Regions from separate parts of the Triticum aestivum genome. Here region 2 is linked to region 1. Evidence: chromatin contacts called from public Hi-C data. All regions are on one chromosome and are shown on one strand. The core of a region is the stretch at or near the end of the contact, and the rest is flanking DNA. Distances in the headings are between cores, read along the strand shown. Region 1 holds the start of LOC123078746 (probable WRKY transcription factor 48). Region 2 holds the start of LOC123074606.

What was found. A called contact is a pair of places that touch in the nucleus more often than the background predicts.
Region 2: a contact with region 1 is called in a Hi-C map of leaf, with 4 times the contacts expected there. The contact joins the promoter of LOC123074606 here to the promoter of LOC123078746 in region 1. A contact is called at or near these places in 2 of 5 Hi-C or Micro-C datasets (both in leaf).

What each region holds. Positions count from the first base shown.
Region 1 is chr3D:339,396,916-339,402,376 of IWGSC CS RefSeq v2.1, reverse strand. LOC123078746 (probable WRKY transcription factor 48) reads left to right here and starts at 2,829. Exons shown (of 3, transcript XM_044501352.1): 1 at 2,829-3,572; 2 at 4,487-4,642; 3 at 4,775-5,461. The coding sequence starts at 3,172. The coding sequence ends at 5,318.
Region 2 is chr3D:339,716,485-339,721,945 of IWGSC CS RefSeq v2.1, reverse strand. It overlaps LOC123074606, which reads right to left and starts at 3,467. Exons shown (of 1, transcript XM_044497405.1): 1 at 2,541-3,467. The coding sequence starts at 3,157. The coding sequence ends at 2,678.

The DNA of each region.
Region 1 (5,461 bases), core at 1,580-4,079:
TCCGGCGTCCGACGCTCCCTTCTACCGCTCCATCATTGGTGCGCTTCAGTACCTCACACTGACGCGTCCGGACATTCAGTATGCTGTCCAGCAGGTGTGCCTTCACATGCATGCTCCTCGTGACACCCATTGGGCTCTCGTGAAACGTATACTTGGTACATACGTGGCACCACAGCCATGGGTCTCACCCTGACGGCCTCGCCAGACACCTGCCTTGTCGCCTACTCGGACGCCGACTGGGCTGGGTGTCTCAACACTCGACGCTCCACTTCCGGCTACTACGTCTACCTCGGGCCCTCTCTGATTTCGTGGTTGTCTAAACGACAACCCACGGTCTCACGATCGAGCGCCGAGGCCGAGTATCGGGCCGTGGCCAACGCCGTCGCGGAGTGTTCCTGGCTACGACAGCTACTCCAGGAGTTGCTATGTGAGGTCACCAAGGCGACGCTTGTCTACTGTGATAACGTCTCCGCGGTGTACCTCGCTGCCAACCCTGTCCAACACCGACGGACGAAGCACATTGAGCTCGACATCCACTTCGTCCGGGAGCACGTCGCACTTGGTCGTGTTCGTGTTCTACATGTGCCCACCGATCAGCAGTTCGCCGATGTGATGACGAAGGGACTACCCACCTCGACTTTCGAGGGCTTTCGGTCCAGTCTTTGCGTCACCGGCGACGCTTCGACTGCGGGGGTGTTGAACATGTGTACATGTACGTAGGTCTGGGTTCTGTATGCAGTGCCTGTAGTATCTGTCTCCCTCTGTATGTACGTGTATTTTAGGAGACAAGATACCGGTCGCACCCCTTATACCTATATATATGTGCCTAGTGCACGATCAATCAATCATCGATGCACCAAATCATTCTCTACAGATACCATTATGGTAATTTAGTCAGATGCGAATCAAGCCACTAAACTAGGACTGAATTTTGTGGACCACGGTTTGCTTAACCAGATCGAAGCACCGGGTGTCGTCTGTGCGGACAACTTGCTGTGCTTAACACACAATACGAACCCAAACCAAATCTATGAATGACGCTAATGAGCAGCCCCGTAGTACGGCACAGAGATTTCAACAATCCTGCAAGTGCATCATCTTCTTGATTATAAAAAATCCGAAAACGTGTCATGTGGCAAAAACTGTGGTAGTACGTAGAGAGAGGTTGGAGCCCGACCAGAGACCGACCAGCGGCAGGGCGTCGCAGTCCCCGGCTGGACCGAAACAAAAAGCAGGTGCGCGCACCCACCAAGCTACCTCACCTGTCGCTGCCACCACCCTCCATCGCCTTAAATGCGCCCGCACCGCACCGCGCCGGCCGCGAGGCCGCCGTACCGTACCGCCACACCGCCGTGCTGGCTGACGATCGTGTCAGATCCAAATCGGCATGTGCTGCTGCGCGCACAGTGCCTGGACGGAGGAGTACACCGGTGCGCGCCCGCGCGATCGATCGTGCTCCCGACGGTTCACACCCCGCTCACGCGCACCGGCACGGCCCCGGCCGCTTTCAGACGCCACCCGCCCAGCACGGTATTTTAGCCAGGAGACACGGTGTTGCCGGCGTTAGCGTGTGGTATAAGCGTGGACGACGTGGAGGCCATGCTCGCTTTTCACATGGGACGTCGGGACGCAGAGCTGGCGCCGCGCCGCGTACCCTGGTCTCAGGTCAGGCGCACCGCCACGGCGTATGCAAAAAACCGGTGCACGAGCTGGACAGGACAGGGCAGGGGATATTATCCTATGACGACGTGCGGCGTTTTCTGTTCGTATTCACACGCTTTATGGAGGGCCCCGACGCTCCCACTGAAGCACAAACCGTGGCCATATTTGTACCGCTTCGATCAAACACTTGAAGAAGACATGTATAGATTCTGAAAGTTGATGCACACGAAAATGAATCATGCCCTGAAACAGCAAACTCGAACGGGGCGGAAATAGACAATGGGATGGTATGATGCGTAGCATGCACTTGTCATGATTGTGGGCGGGCGCTCTAAATATTGCTGCTGGACGCAACAGGAGTCGAGTGAGAGACCAAACAGAAACAGTCTCACTTAAGGCTTAGGTCCCCGGTCACTGTGGATCCCTTTTTATGATTGGATTTCCTCCATATGCGCCTCTCTTGCAGGGAAATGGAAATGGCGATCGATGATCGAAAGCAGTTCCCGATGCCTGCCCCGACGTGCAGAGTCATGCACCGTCTCCGAATGGAAACGGCCCCACCTGCCGCTGCCAGCTTGACCCCGCACATGTTATTCCCTTGGTCTCTCTCATCGTATGCCATGATGCAATGCCACCGCCAGCATCAGCGGCCGTCAGCTCTCGCTCGAGATCGAGATCGAGATCGGAGGGCGCAGAGCGTGAGCAGAGATCACGCAGCGTCACGCTGGCGTGGGTAGGGTAGGGCCCGGTCAAAGGGCGACGTACACGTGGCATGCCCCATCCGTCTGAACGATTGACCGCGGCGCCGCGCTTTGACCCCAGACATGTGACCGGCTACCGCCGGTGCACGCCGCTGACTCACCCCGTGACCGTGGACCGTTCCCACCCCCACCATTACATTACAAATTACGGTGCTAGTATTACTATACTCTAGTAGTATTAGAATTATACTGCTCGGTGTTGTAGCTAGCTAGGTCTGGACTCTGAAGTCTAAGCATAGAGTATCCTGCGGTTAAAACCGAGAGGAAGGAACCAAAGGAGTGGGGAAGAGGCCAAGGAATGGACATCTATCTCATCTATCTCTTCTCTTTTGGGCCCAATCAATTAGCGCTTGTTTCTTTCACAAAAGCAAGCCAAAAAGCCAATGGAAAAAAAATCCTCCCACCCAACCATCCCCCTCTCTCTATACATCACCGCTCTCTCTCTCTCTCTCTCTCTCTCTCTCTCTCTCTCTGAATCCTCAAGATATAGCTAGGAGCTGCGCTCCCTCTCGCTCTCTTGCTCACACACACCTCTCGCTGTCTCCTCGGCTTGCCTCACTAATCACTGCACCTCCACCACCATACCACCACTACTAGTACCTCCCCCATATGCTTGCTTCCCTCTCGATCCCTCTCCTCCTCCCTCCCGTTTCATAAGCCCACAGCCAGCCACAGCGCCAAGAACAATCGAGCTACTACACCATCGATCTATCTCCCACAGGCAGCAAGGCAGTACAGCGTAGCGCCTATGTCGGGCGAGTTCCAGTTCCACGACGAGCTCGCGTCGCTCTTCACGCAGCGGCCGGGGCCGGGGATGCAGCAGCAGGAGCAGCAGGCCTCCTGGCTCGCCGACTACCTGCAGACGCCCATGGACTACGATCTGCTGTGCAGGGCGCTGGAGCTGCCGGCCGCGGAGGACGTCGTCAAGAGGGAGCTGGTGGTGGACACCACGCCAAGCGGCGGCGGCGCCCTCACTCCCAGCGCCGGCGGGGGGACGCCCAACGCCACGTCGTCCATGTCGTCCTCGTCGAGCGAGGCCGGCGGAGGCCTCTGCGCCGGAGAGGGGGACTCGGCGGGGAGGTGCAAGAAGGAGGACGGCGACGGGGAGGACGGCAAGGGGGGAGACGAGGGTGACAAGAGCAAGAAAGGGTGAGTTGGACTGCATTAATTTCTCTCCTTGTGATTTTCCGTGTCTTGATCTGAAATCTTGGGGCGTCCCTTTTGGCGAGTTCTTGGTCCTTCTGACTGCCTAATCTGGTTAACTGCCTCTGGTTCTTTTCTGCTGCGATATTGGATCAAGATTTGGGGCGGGCTAGATTTCGCTTCCTTGAATTGCTTGCTGGCCATTCATTCATTCATGCCTTTTCTGTTCTTTTTTGTTCTTTATTCCCCTTTTAAGGTAGTTTGGCCGGCTGGCCAAGGTGTGAACCCGGCTAGGGTTTCACACCCAGCTTGCATGCCTCAGCCTGACAATCAAGAATAAATAATAAATAAATAAAAACATAAAAATCTGATTTCGTGTCTTGAACTCTTGATTACTTGCTTCATCTCCAAAATCTTGATCACAAATTTGCCTCTTGCATTTTTTCTACTTTTATGCTTTGTTCATTTTTCTTCTTCCACCCCATGTATGGCCCCATCTTGTCAAAATCATGCCCAATAATCTCTAGAATGAAACCATGCCCAGTTAAGAGACCCTCCCCCATCTAGGATTTGCTCAGGTTCTACTTTGGTGCAACCTATCATATGTACGCATCTCTCAGAAAATCCAAAGAGCAGAAAAGGGGGCAGCAAAAAGGCCAGGCACAATGTGAACCTCCTAAAAACCATGTGCGCTCTTACATAGACCACGCCAACAACCATGCATGTTTGAACGGGATCCCGGCCGGGAGGCCAGACCATACATATCGTAGTCGATCGATCGTAGTATGAACGAAATCTCTATCCACCACTAGGATTAGGAGTAGATAGCTAAGCTATCGAGACAGCCAAATGGTATACGATTCCGCCGCTTTCGGCTGCTGATATCTCATCTCACCGACGCGTAATCGAAATCTTTTCAGGTCTGCGGCTAAGGGCGGCAAGGCGGGCAAGGGCGAGAAGCGTCCGCGGCAGCCGCGGTTCGCCTTCATGACCAAGAGCGAGGTCGACCACCTCGAGGACGGCTACCGCTGGCGCAAGTACGGCCAGAAGGCCGTCAAGAACAGCCCATATCCCAGGTACGTATCAACGTATGTACGTACATACATAGGCAGTTGCACCGCATGTGCATGGGCGATTTTGGTATGTACCTAGGGACGAAGAACGATTATGTATGTGCTTGTGCTGATAATGGTGATGTGTGGGTGCAGGAGCTACTACCGATGCACGACGCAGAAGTGTGTGGTGAAGAAGAGAGTGGAGCGGTCGTTCCAGGACCCGGCGGTGGTGATCACCACGTACGAGGGCAAGCACACGCACCCCATCCCCTCCGCTCTCCGTGGCAGCACGCACCTCCTCGCCGCCCAGGCGGCGCACCTGCATCACCAGCACCACGGCCACCTCGGCATGCTGCCGCAGATGGGCATGGGCGGCCGCGCCGGATCGCCGTTCGGCCGGAGCAGCGGCGGCGGCATCGACGTGCTGGGCGGCCTCCTGCAGCCGCGCGCCCACCACGGCATGACGCCGCCGATGATCGGCGCTGGCGCGGGCCACCAGGCGTCGACCCAGGGTCTGCCCGGCTCAATCAGCAGCGTGGCGAGCGCCACCGCCTCGTCTCCTCCGTCGCTCCAGATGCAGCACTTCATGGCGCCGGACTTCGGGCTCCTGCAGGACATGCTGCCGTCCTTCATCCACGGCGCCGGCGGCAACAACAACAACAACCAGCCCTCATCACCGTATGGGAAGCTTCATTAGTTAGCTAGCTATAGCTAGAGATAATTATGAGATTTGGTTGGTTCTTGCTGCCTTATTAACATCCCCCAATCGATCTTGTTTTCCTTGATTGTCTTCACTTCTTGATTTGTTTCCTTCCTCGATCGATCCCGTGCTGCGAGATG
Region 2 (5,461 bases), core at 2,218-4,717, 320 kb before region 1:
GCCACCGATACCACCCAGCCGAAGCAGAGGAAGCCGAGGGCGCCGATGGCAAGGCCACCAGGCTCGTCGAACGCCGAGTGGAAGGCAGACGTTGAGTGCCGGGAGGCGGTCACCACCGATCGGCGGAACAGACTCATCACCAAGAGGGCCAGGGACGCGGCGGCGGCGGAGCAGGGAGAGGTGTCTCGCGCGGGGATGATGAACCTTCCGCCCGGCCACTGTCCACAAGCCGCGTGGGGGAGCCAGCAGAGCGTCGCGTCGCCGGCCAACTTCTTGCCGCCACTATGGGGGTACGCGCCCTCGCCTGGCTACTCCGACGGCGACGTGCATGGCGGTTTCAACCCCAACATCACCTTCACGCATGGCGCGCCGCCGCGTGCCTGCCCCTCCGGCTTCAACCCCGACCCGCGCACTCCCTCCCTCGTGTTCACCGCCGGCCTCAACACCTAGTACAGCTACTCACCGCCGGCGTACTCAGGCTCGCCCGCGCCGCCTTTCGCCGTGTACTTCGCCGACACTTGTTCTGCAACCGTGCAGATGGTTCGGATGTTCAACATCTTTCGCCAGGACAACAGCGACCAAGAGTTCAAGTTCCTTCACGTGTTCTCCAGGATCGAGTCGTGCGAGAAGTGGGGGAAGTGCCGGCTCGCTCTCGCCAAGGCCAAGGAGACCTACAAGCCGGACGCGCCTGCCCCAGCGGCGACGAAAGGGCGCCCTGATGGGAACAAAAGAGCCAAGGCGGCGAGGGACGCGGCACCAGCTGCCGAACGGCTGCAATCATCGATCGAGCAGTGCATCGCCGACACCAAGAACAACGCCGCCAAGAGGGAGGAGAAATCCGACGCGAGGTGGTGGCCGTTGATGACGAAGCAGGACGTCAAGCTCGACCTTCTCAGGACGAACGTCGCCGCGAAGAAGAGGAACACCGACCTGGCGTTCTTGATGGTGGCAGACATGTCGATGATGGACAAGCAGATGAAGGCGTGGTATCTGGCAAAGCGCGGCCTCATCTTGAACCAGATGCCCGGACCGGCGGCGACCACCGCCCCTACACCCACGACGACGCCAACGCCGACGCCCAGCCCGAGCAATGAAGTTGTGCCGACGCCGATGACCAGCCTGAGCACTAAAGCCACGCCGACGCCGAGCCCGAGCACTGAAGCTACGCCGACGCCGATGCCGACGCCGACCCCGGCCAGTCCCACGGCAGAGGAGCCTACCGTTTGATGTGTTCCATGTCTATGATTCCTTCCTTTTGATCGTCGAACTTTTGGGTATGTTTTGATCACCGACCTGTAGCATGATGATCACCGACTTGTGGCATGATAACCGCCGAACCTGTGGTGTTTTTTGGCAGCGGGAAAGACAAGTTCAAACTTTTGAGCGTCTGGGGGTCGAAACCTAGGGCGCGACTGCAAACTCGATTGCCCCCAGGGCGAAAAATACCACCGGCGCAAAAGCCAAAAGGCATTCGCCGGGTACGCTGGAGGGCCAAACGGCTGGAGATGCTCTCAGCTAGGAGGTGTGCCGCCTCTTTGGCCGAGCGCCGCGCCAATCTTGTCTAGACTTCAACATCCCATTGATCTCTTCAATGAAGGTCCAACGGCTGATAAATTCTTTTCGGTGTCATTAATCATACTAACCACCCCTTTGCTATCGAGCTTAACAATCATCTTATGTGCATCGATCTCTATGGCGAGTTGCACAACACTGAAAAAGCATGGAGATAGTACATCGACAAAAAAAGGCGAGGAAGTAGACAGTTATTTAGAAGATATATGTAATTAAAGACTTAAATCTTTTTTAAGGGAACCATAAGGGTTTCTCCCGGCTATATTGTTATACTCCCAACTAAAGCTGCTATAACTAATATGGATCGGAGGGAATATTAAATTTCTAGTTCTAGCACAAAATAACGAACAAAGAAAATGAAAGCACATAACTTCAATAGATGTTTAATTATCAGCATTGCTAAATCTTAGTCGACTGAGACTTGATTATGTCTCAGTCGTCTTGCATGGAGATCCGTGTAAAATTTTCTTTCTAGATTTTCTTTTTATATACTATGTCATTTGATTAAGACTTTGTTAAATCTTAGTCAACTGACAGAAAGAATGACAGACCCACCAAAAATCCGATATCTTTGAATTTTTTCAGAACCTGTTCCCCTTACTATGGATCGAACAGAATTTGATAGCCCTCATTGCCGCAGAAAGGAATAATAATAATTTGATACAGCAGGGTGTAACGTGTCATGGTGATCCACAAAAAGCCTTTGCGCGAGACCGTGGGAGGCGGCGAGGGTGACCATTAACATGCACGCTCGCGAGCCGCTAGCATCATACTCACTTCGTCCCATAATATAAGAACATTTTTGGCACTACACTAATATCAAAAACGTTCTTATATTATAGGACAAAGGTAGTATCTTTTTTCGCAAATACGCAAAGCAGCATACCAGCAACGTGGTCCTCGCAACTAGACATCTGTTGCATAAGAACATGCAATGGAGTCCAACAAGATCGACGATCAACGCGATGTAGCAAAAAAAAAATCCTTTTCATTAGAGAACTATATAAGCATCTTAAATAAACAAGGACGACGGTACAAAGATTACACGCCCAATGGCAAGCAGAAGGGGGCTTGCATGAATCACAGCAAGGGGCAGGCAGGCCAGCTATATCTGGCAGCCGCAGCAGCAGAAGAAGCAGGAAAGCGCCAGACCAAGCACGATGGCTTCCACCACGTACATGACGCGGAACGCGACGGTGTCCAGCAGCGCCGACGCCCAGCTGCCCCTCAGGTTCATGGACAGCCGCTTCCACCGCAGCGATCGCGACAGTCCGGCCAGCCTCGACGCGCCGGCTCCGCCGAGGTTCTTCCAGCGCTGCCGCTGCCGCGGTACCAGCCGCCGCAGCCAGCTGCGCCGCGGCTTCTCCGCGACCTCCGAGTCATCGGCAGCGATCGGTGCCACCTCGGGCGCCCTTCCAGGCGCTGTCTTCTGCTCGGCGCCGACGGGCGAGTAGTGACCCCGCGGCATCATCCTCCGGAGCAAGCCCCTCCGCTGCCGCGCGCCCGCGGCGGCGCTGGCTGTGGCCGGAGACACGGCCTCCGTCTCGTACGCCGTCTCCGGCGCTATGATGCCCATCATGGCCATGGCTGAGCGGGAGAAGACCTAGTATATAGCTAGCCTAGGTGAAGAAGATTGGTACGAGACGGGACGAAGGCGTGGGGAGCGACGTGCGGGGTGTGGTCAGGCGGAGACGGGAGAATATAAAGGAGACCGTTTCGATCTCGGGACTGGACGTGCCGAAACCTACCTATCGCCGTTTCGATCGTGCTTTTTCAAAGGAGAAGAAGAGATTGTGGCTTGAGCTGCTGCTTTGTGCGTAAGGCATCCGCCAGACGGACGGCTTAACAGCTCAGCTCGTGCTGTAAAGGCCGTTGCCGATTTTATTTGCAACCGCAAGCGCAAGCTCAGCTGGGTGGCTGTATATGTGTTGCGCTGGTCCGTTTATTGCGCATCGCATGCTGTAACGGATATACTGTATTATGCATAATATATGTTGAACAGTGTTTATTATGCTGTCAAGTTGCAAAACATGGCGAATTTGAACAAAGTGCATGGACTTTCTAGAACGCCAGGGCAGGGGCAGGGGCAGGGGCAGGGCGTATCTGAACTGAAAAGGCCGGCAGCGGCAGGTCATACAGGGTGGTGGTAGGAGTATATGGTTCTCGACTCTCGAGTGTTGCTGGAGTCGAACTGGCCGTGACAGCCGGGCCCGGGCGTGCAGCGCAGGCCTACATTACACTACACGCTCCCCTGCTACTGCTAGCCTATCGTTGTTGTTTTCTTACGCTCGCCAACGGCTTGCAAATTTGCCTCTTGTCGGGCAGCGGCCGTTTGGTCAAAAAAGCGCAGTGTTTCGGTAGCCTCGAGCGACCATAAACCGTTAGTTAATGCTGGCTGATCAAGGTTTGGGACCGGCTGCCCCAGATGTCTGGCTGTGCTTCTCCCATTTGTCGTCGCCTGCGTGCCTGTAAAAAGGTGCATGGCAGAGTATAGTACGAGTCCCGCTGCACCTGCACTCTGGAACGTCGCAAGCATACCTGATCACCGCAAAAAGAAAAAAGCCGAGCCACATCACCGCACGTACTGTACCTGTCCTTGTCACTTCCATAAAACTGGCCCGTTCCGCCATTCGCGCTCTTCAAAAGATGCGATGCATGTTCCTTGGGATAACTTGCTGCAGCGACACCAGACCAACATCTTCACCGATCAGTCGATCACGAGTAACCGAAAGTTGGAGTAGCTGGAACCAACTACACTTGAACAAAGCATATGGCCCTGTACTTACAGCTAACCTGACATCGACTTCCATCTTTTATGGAAGTCAAGTCTACTTTCTGCGTGTACGTACGAGATCAGGCGACTCCTGTCCGCGGCACAATGCATATGCGCGTCGCAATAGGATCGCTCTGCTTTTACAGATGTTACCCACGACTTTATTCAATGGAACAAAGGGAAGTACTCCCTCCGCATCAAAATATAAGAGTTTTTCTAACACTATCACAATGTAAACAAACGGTCTTATATTTTGTTACAAAGAGAGTAGTTTGCAGAAAATTCTACCAAAGTCCAACGAGACACTTGGATAGAAACCACCTCTAGCCGCTAGCAGCCCGACTCGGAAATTCACAGAGCCCGTGGGTGCGGGGGCACGCACCTGCCAAGCCCTGCCCGGTCGCTCGATTGTCTCGTGATTCACGAAGTAGTTCGATCTCACATGAGGGCATAATAAAGTTTAATTCTAAAACTTACGATTTTCTCACTCAATTTTACCAGTTTCATAGATAAAACTGTAAGATTTTTTTTCTCTGCCATAGCCCAAAAAAATTGTTAAAACTTAACATTTATTTTCAATTTCATCAAAATGTTTTTAAAATAGATCTTATTTGAAAGCCCTCATCATGAGAAACACGAATATGAAACAAAGCTTAATTTGGATTTTCCGTTCAAGAAATATAAAAGATTGAAAATCAGACGTCAAAATTAAAAACACGCCCAAAGGACCAGGGGCGTACCCAAGTTGAGCTACCCGGATGCATAGGACACCGGGTGCAAAATGTTTTCTTTGTAAATTTCATGTAAAATATAGTGTGTGACACTCCATCTTTAAATGAAATATGAGCGATCATATGCTAGGACACCTGATCATTTTCTCTCTAGGTCCGCCCCTGCAAAGGACCGTGTGCCGTGAGACCTACAGCCATAATAAATCCTCTCCCAACCAGACTCGCAGTTTTACAGTTTTAGGTAGTAACTGCCTCGGTCAGGGCTTCAGGAAGCAAATCTGCAGTTTACACTCATTGACTCATTTGAAAAGACAGACTCGAATCTTCAGGGGCAGTCATCGGTCATCAGTCATGTAGAATCTCAGATCAAGTCAAATCGGACGTG